2 separate regions of the Bicyclus anynana genome follow, and region 2 is linked to region 1. The links are chromatin contacts, called in public Hi-C maps. All regions are on one chromosome and are shown on one strand. Each heading gives the region's core, a stretch centred on a gene start, on an enhancer-like site or on the middle of the called end of the contact. The rest is flanking DNA. Distances are from core to core; before and after follow the strand shown. Region 1 overlaps LOC112044399 (solute carrier organic anion transporter family member 74D). Region 2 holds the start of LOC112044399 (solute carrier organic anion transporter family member 74D).

Evidence for each region. A called contact is a pair of places that touch in the nucleus more often than the background predicts.
Region 2: a contact with region 1 is called in a Hi-C map of whole larva, with 4 times the contacts expected there. The contact joins the promoter of LOC112044399 here to the enhancer-like site in region 1. A contact is called at or near these places in 2 of 2 Hi-C or Micro-C datasets (whole body and whole larva).

What each region holds. Positions count from the first base shown.
Region 1 is chr1:2,455,843-2,459,161 of ilBicAnyn1.1, forward strand. The region is part of intron 2 of LOC112044399 (solute carrier organic anion transporter family member 74D); the gene reads right to left. Among protein-coding and RNA genes, the nearest start is that of LOC112044402, 31 kb to the left of the region's middle. Within about 2 kb of position 1,654, at least 4 of the 8 cell types and tissues checked have open chromatin away from gene starts, as enhancers often do.
Region 2 is chr1:2,515,238-2,518,556 of ilBicAnyn1.1, forward strand. It overlaps LOC112044399 (solute carrier organic anion transporter family member 74D), which reads right to left and starts at 1,727. Exons shown (of 11, transcript XM_024080238.2): 1 at 1,367-1,727. It overlaps LOC112044401 (deoxynucleoside kinase), which reads right to left. Exons shown (of 5, transcript XM_024080241.2): 5 at 2,907-3,319.

The DNA of each region.
Region 1 (3,319 bases), core at 404-2,903:
AAATGAGATTATAAAATTTCAAAATCTATTAAAAATATTTTATCGTAATTAGATGAAAATTCATACAGTTTTAGCTTCCTTACATTAAATGTGACATTTTTTATGAACTATAAGCATAAACACACAAATAAGTGTATAATAAAAAGATATTAGTAATTTTGTTTGAACGCGCATACAAATCAACGATCACTACATTGCCTATGACGTCATTAGTACGAGCCATTTTGTATGGGGCGTTTTTCAGGGATCCGCGGCAGCGCCGCAAATCTGACTCTTTAAGTCCCTGTAGCTCCGAAAGTAATGATCGCAGATACCCTGTTCCTTTTACAAAATTGCTTTACTATTAGTATACTCTTAATTTATATACAATTTAAAAAACTTTCATCATCCCTATTCAAATATCGCTTCTTTCGTTGATACATAGTAGGTTGATAGGTAACTAAGTAGCGTTGTTTGCCAACACTATATTGGTAACAATATATTTAACAAATAAAAAATATGATACTACATGTAAAAAATCCATCCATCCAATTTAAATGCGAAAGTAAGTTTATCTATCTGTTACCCATTTGCGGCTAAGGCACTGTGCCGCTAATAGATTTGATAAATGGCATTTATCAAATAGGAAAAACCTATGGTGCTGCGGGAGATGTTAATTTCACTCGAATAGAGTCGCCCCTATGAATTAACATGAGCTCGCTCAGAACACGTCAATGCACAATATACATGTGAGTTTTTTTACATAATAGAGTTTCAGTAGGTAGGTACTAGTATTAAAAGGTGACTTTGTAATAATTCTTGAACAACATTAATAAAAGTTAGAAAAATCATTCGCCGAGATCAACTAGAAAATTGTTTCTGTCGTTTACAAAACTATTCGAAAGTATAGTAAGAAATAATAAGAGGTTTAAATAAAACTTAACACATGTTTGGCGCAAAATTTTACTTGCACGTGTGTAATCTCTTGATTACACACTAAATAACATTTTGCAAACATGCCATTTAAGTGAGTGAGTTAAAAGTTAATAAAACAGAAATGATACGTTCATTACGTAACACAGTCTTAATTTCGCAACGACCATTCTGTACAAGACCGAATTAAACATGCAACCCATCAATCCCTTAGCATGCCACGTTGATTGAATTAATTCAAGGAAACGCATTATTGGTGAGTCGCCTCTGTAAATATTAATAGCAGTAATGAACAACTCGGAGGCTGGTATTATGTAAATTGATCTGGATACTGGCACGCATAATGAAGTATCTAACGATTATCTCAATAGACTTGCAAGCTAGGAAGGCTAATTGTACAACATGCAACGCAGGGCGTCAAATCATCGCAGGAATTACGGCCGTCTAAAGACCTCGTTAAACAACCACATTCTCGCGGCAACAGGCGAATTCCGACCGACAAACTCCTAGAATTAGAGCTACATCTCACACGGCATTATCTCCAACTATAATCAATAAAGGCCCAGCGTGTTTGAAGGGAAAATAAAATAATTGGCGGGGTCGATGACTGAATAAATATCTGTCCCACTTTTTCGTGTTAAATTGAAAGTTATAATAAAAAAAGAAGTTACAAAGAACCGCCATAGGGTGAGTGACCGAAAAACAATCAAGTACTTAGGTCCCAAATGTAATCTTTCGCCGAAATCGACTGCGACGCTTGCCAAAAATCGAATCGGGCGCGTTTGGCTCACGCGCACTACGGCGAAAGGAATATAAAATGTACGATCACATTATCAGCGTACGTCTCCGCAATGAATAATGGCCCGAGAACCGTTCTCCAAAAAAGTCGGCGGCTCACTGCAGTTTTTTAATCATAAGTACTCTTAAATGCGTACCAAAGTATCTGAAATTGCATCGAACGAACGGTTAAAGCGGGTTGTGTTTTAATTTTTATTTTAATTATAGATTAAAATTGTCCGAGCGAGATTTGCATTCCCCGCAACTCATTTCGGTATCTGTTTCGCAGCGGGCGCCGGTTCCGGTAAATCATTAAGAGCATGCAATGCGCTGAATACCTCTGAATTAACACCCAACACTGTCAAAAATGACGAAACGCGCCATTAAGCATATACGTAATTCGTTTTTGGACGTAAAAACTGAACGACAATAAACGCAGATTCATTAACCATTGCGAAAATAAACGTACGAGTCGCATAAGTCCACCTGTTTACTGCGAGTGCAATATAAAATTGCAGTGGCTATACTAAAGATATAATATCTCTATTTTTTTAAATATAAATTGATGACTAAAGTATTTTATATCTTTACACGTACGCGAGTTCAATACACTCGCTACCATAAATCATTGTTAACCGATTTATCAAAGGAGCTTCCCGTATATGTACTTACTTGGATTTGGACGTCCAAGATCTTCTTTATTATAAAAATATTGATCCGATTTGGATTGGCATTTGTTATTTTAAATGCGTGTTTTGCGGTAAATGTTAGGTTAAAGATTTGGTGTTTTAATTCTCTTTAAATGAAATTTTTATAATTCACCACAAAGTCTTAGATTAAGGTAGGCAATTTAACATTTATACATGTGACTGAATGCGTATCGTCATACGTTTTAAAAACGCCTACATTGAAGAAATTAGACGATAGTCTTCAGGTCTGTTAAAAACATACACAATCTTAAAGACATACAAACGAACAAAATTTCACAATTTTAATATTAATAGGTTAATGTAAACCTACTTTTATAGCAGTGGCATGCGCTAGGATAGTAACTAGGTAATTGAAAATTCCTTCTCCAATAACAATTACTTCGTAATCGTCCTCAGGTTAGGCAGTGAACTTTTGCATCTCTGTTTCTGTTTTATTTTTTATGTAAACATTATTCAAATCATCAGCATAATTTATAGATATTTCAGATCATTATCTTCAAAAATATGATACTAAGCTGAATCTGAATAATAATAATTTGCTGTTTTTTCTGTTGTTCTGTATTAACATAACAAATGCATACAAAATGGTCCGACAACAAACAGTATCGCCACAAGGTTAGGTGTCAAAGCTATAAACTCTTTATAGCCACAAAGGATCGCCAGTTCAACGCACTGTAGAGGAGAAATAGTTTTAGGAAGGATGACTAATTCTTTCCCATAACGCGCGAGTTGAGTCAGTTTCAATGAACCCACCTGACCAAATATTTAAAAAACACGCCTGAAGTGTAAAATTAGTTGATAAAGCATTCCGTATATAGAACAAAAGCAAATTCAAATACAAATTTTGAGTAGTAGGACAGCCAATAGGAGATTTCGGGATTTATTATAGCGCGGCAGATGAATGTAAGGATACCTTGCTT
Region 2 (3,319 bases), core at 477-2,976, 59 kb after region 1:
GTTTCACCCATGTGGTTCCTGTTCCTGTATAAATATGGGGATAATATATAGCCTATAGCCTTCCTCGATAAATGGGCTATTTAGCACTGAAAGAATTTTTCAAATTGGACCCGTAGTTCCTGAGTTGGGATGAGTATGAGATGTGTATAAGGTATTTAAATTATCACCATAACTGCAGCCCAAAGTGGAAATTCTGTATAATAAAGAAGCTTGAAAAATTACTGGAAGTTTCCCACATTAAAGACATATAAGAAATCTATACAGTGTCTTGATGAGAAATCAAATAGCGTAATACCAGTCATCAGAATAAGATTACATATACTAAAGTCATACTGGATGTCTTTAAAATATATTAACTACTTATATCTAATTGTTCTAAGCATATTACTCAAATTTATCTTCATTCATTAAGAACAAGTTAATTATAAATTATTATTAGATGTGAAAGGACTATCAATTTATAGTCACATTTTTAATTTGTTTGTTGGTAAACAGTGCACATTGAGTGTGCACTTCATACATGCATTAAAGTACTGCATACTAAGTTTTTCTGAATGCTTATACAGAAAAAAATCGAATTAGAAAATTTTCCCATTTTGGTTATTTTTCTTACTCGTGCATACCCTAATGCACACTAATGTCTGCCAGTCCTATGAGAAAACACAGGTTGTCTTTTTTTTTGGAAGTTTGGCTCTGAAAATAGTGTGTACCGGGTGCATACAAGACGTTGACAAAAGAAAGTTAGTAGACAGCACATTACAAGGTCTTTGGGGTCTAAGATTTGGTCTCTAACCTATAAGCCTCATAAGAAGGCTCAGAGTCACTCAGCAGGTGATGAAGCAAGCTTTACTTGGAGTTTCTCTTTGTGATAAAATCAGAATTGAGGAAAAAGAACCTAAATCACTGACAAAGCTTAGAGTTGTGAAGTTGAAGTGGCAATAGGCAGGGAACATATTTCTAAGAGCTAGTGGATGTTTGCGGCCGAGGGTGCTAGAATGGCAACCCCACACTGGAAAGCACAGTGTATGACATCTCACTAGATAAACCGAGGACACCAAGCAGGTTGCAGGGAGCCGGTGGATGCTAGCAGCCAGGGAATGTGGTGTTTGGAAGTCTACACAAGAGGCCTATGTTGGGCTAGTGGGTCTCCATCGGCTGATAATGATGATGATGATGACATAGGTGTGTAAGACTGAAACAATCTTCTTTAATGAACTAAACCTTCAGTTTAGGCACGCAAATGTTTTTGAACTGTCATTTTAACATGGTGTAAAGCCAAACGGACTCCCCAGAATAAAAAACTAACTGACTATACAAGGTATTGTACAGTCAGTAAGCTCAAAAGCATCAAAGCATATAGACTTACCTGAAGTACGCTACAGGTGCAGCGATCGAATGTTCATTTAATTATTACTTTTACTTTCTTACAGCCTAGGGGTTGTATCTTTCACAGAAATTCTTCGCAAGGTAACCGCACTAACACCAATTACGATAACAAGAACTAGAACAACACAATAACCAGTAACACTGTGCTCAATATTCACTAATTTCAATATTTGCGCTAAATTACTATTCACTACTTCACTTATTGCAGAATTGAATAACAATTCGTTACCACAACATGAATTCATTACAAATAACGTAATAATGTTTAATTAATAACAAAAGTAAACGAATTGACGTGAATAGAACAATATTTGATCTAAAATGATATTATAATTGTACATAATTAATTTAATAAAAAATTTTGACCTATAAAATTTATTTTTATCGGCATGTAAACACCTGTTTATTTGACATGAGATGTCATGGATGTCATATCTGACTTTGACAGCTGTTTTGAGTTGCTAGATTATTTAAGCAAAACTTGCACATTCTAGTGGAGTTTCACATCAAAATCATCATCAATAATATAATTTTTAAAATAGCTGCTCAAATGTAGACTGGCGAGCTTTGTGTGGTGTGATAAAATGTTTGACCCTATAATAACTATTGTTGAAGTTGACGGCGCCTAGTTCGAACTACTTTAGTATTTTAGCCGAGTAAGCGCAATATTTGGATTTACCGACCAAAAATCATCAATCGTGAATGGAAGTGCATGACCAAAGAACATAATTACTCATAACTATGCTAATGATGAGAATGTCTTGTAAGAAACAAAAATTCAATATTTCAGTGATCCAGGATAGATACAGGCTGCTCGCGTATTCGTATTTCCCATAACTTCAGGGTAGTAACGAGACCACTTACAAGATCCGAACTGCATAACTAATATCTTATTAAGTACAAAAAAAATGCTTACATACTAAGTTATTCAAATAATACCGACTATCCATGTAACATACGCCTTTAGGTAACAAAGCGGCAACGTTGCATTTTAAAATATAAATACGTCACTATTATAAGGATTCTAAGAGACATATTATATGATCTAATTACAAAAGAGATTTACTCCCAAAATGTTCATTTTTGAACACATGTTCCTTGAATTTTGTGAATTAATTTTTGTTAAAGAATGTTACCCTAGAGTTATGGAAAATACTCCCGAGCATTCTGTATATCTAGTTATATAATATTTGCTAACCATTGGACTACCTTAATGAGGCAGTGATAATTATTAGATATATGTAAGGCATTTTATTTGTTGAACGCTTATTTTGCTACACATACAGTACTTACATTTGTATAATTACGACTCTTTCGTGATATTAAAATCGCAACGAAGAAATTTAAAGGAACACGAACCTTTTTTGATGATCATATCCGTGGAAAGTGAAAAATATTAATTTGAATATGGTAACACATTTATTTTTCTTAAAGTTTCACAGACTTAAAAACCATAAAAATTATTCCAAGAGAAAAATGGGAGAATTCATTTTTAAAAATTATAAAAATAAAAAAGGCAATTATGTACATGGAATATTCTTTTATTAAATATGCGTATCGTATGAAAGTACTTGTTTTTTCACTGGTATTTATTTGTCATCTTTATTATCAGAGATTCATAAATATAATTTTGGACCAGCCATCCATCCTTAAAATAGCCAATATTAACAATATTTTTGTACAATTTCAGATTTACAATAATTTATGTTTATGTTAACTAACAAGTTAAACAACAACACAGAACCAGGAATACAGTTTTGTAATCATCCCTTTGGAGATCTTGTCAGACAGGTATTTTTTAAAAAGCAGTATTTGCATATAGTAACGACAGATATAAAAGAAATCTCTCTTTTAGTTTTTTTCCACAAAATTTTGTAGTATCAACTTAATTACATTTATATGATAATAAAAAAAAACAAAAGTATTTGTAGAA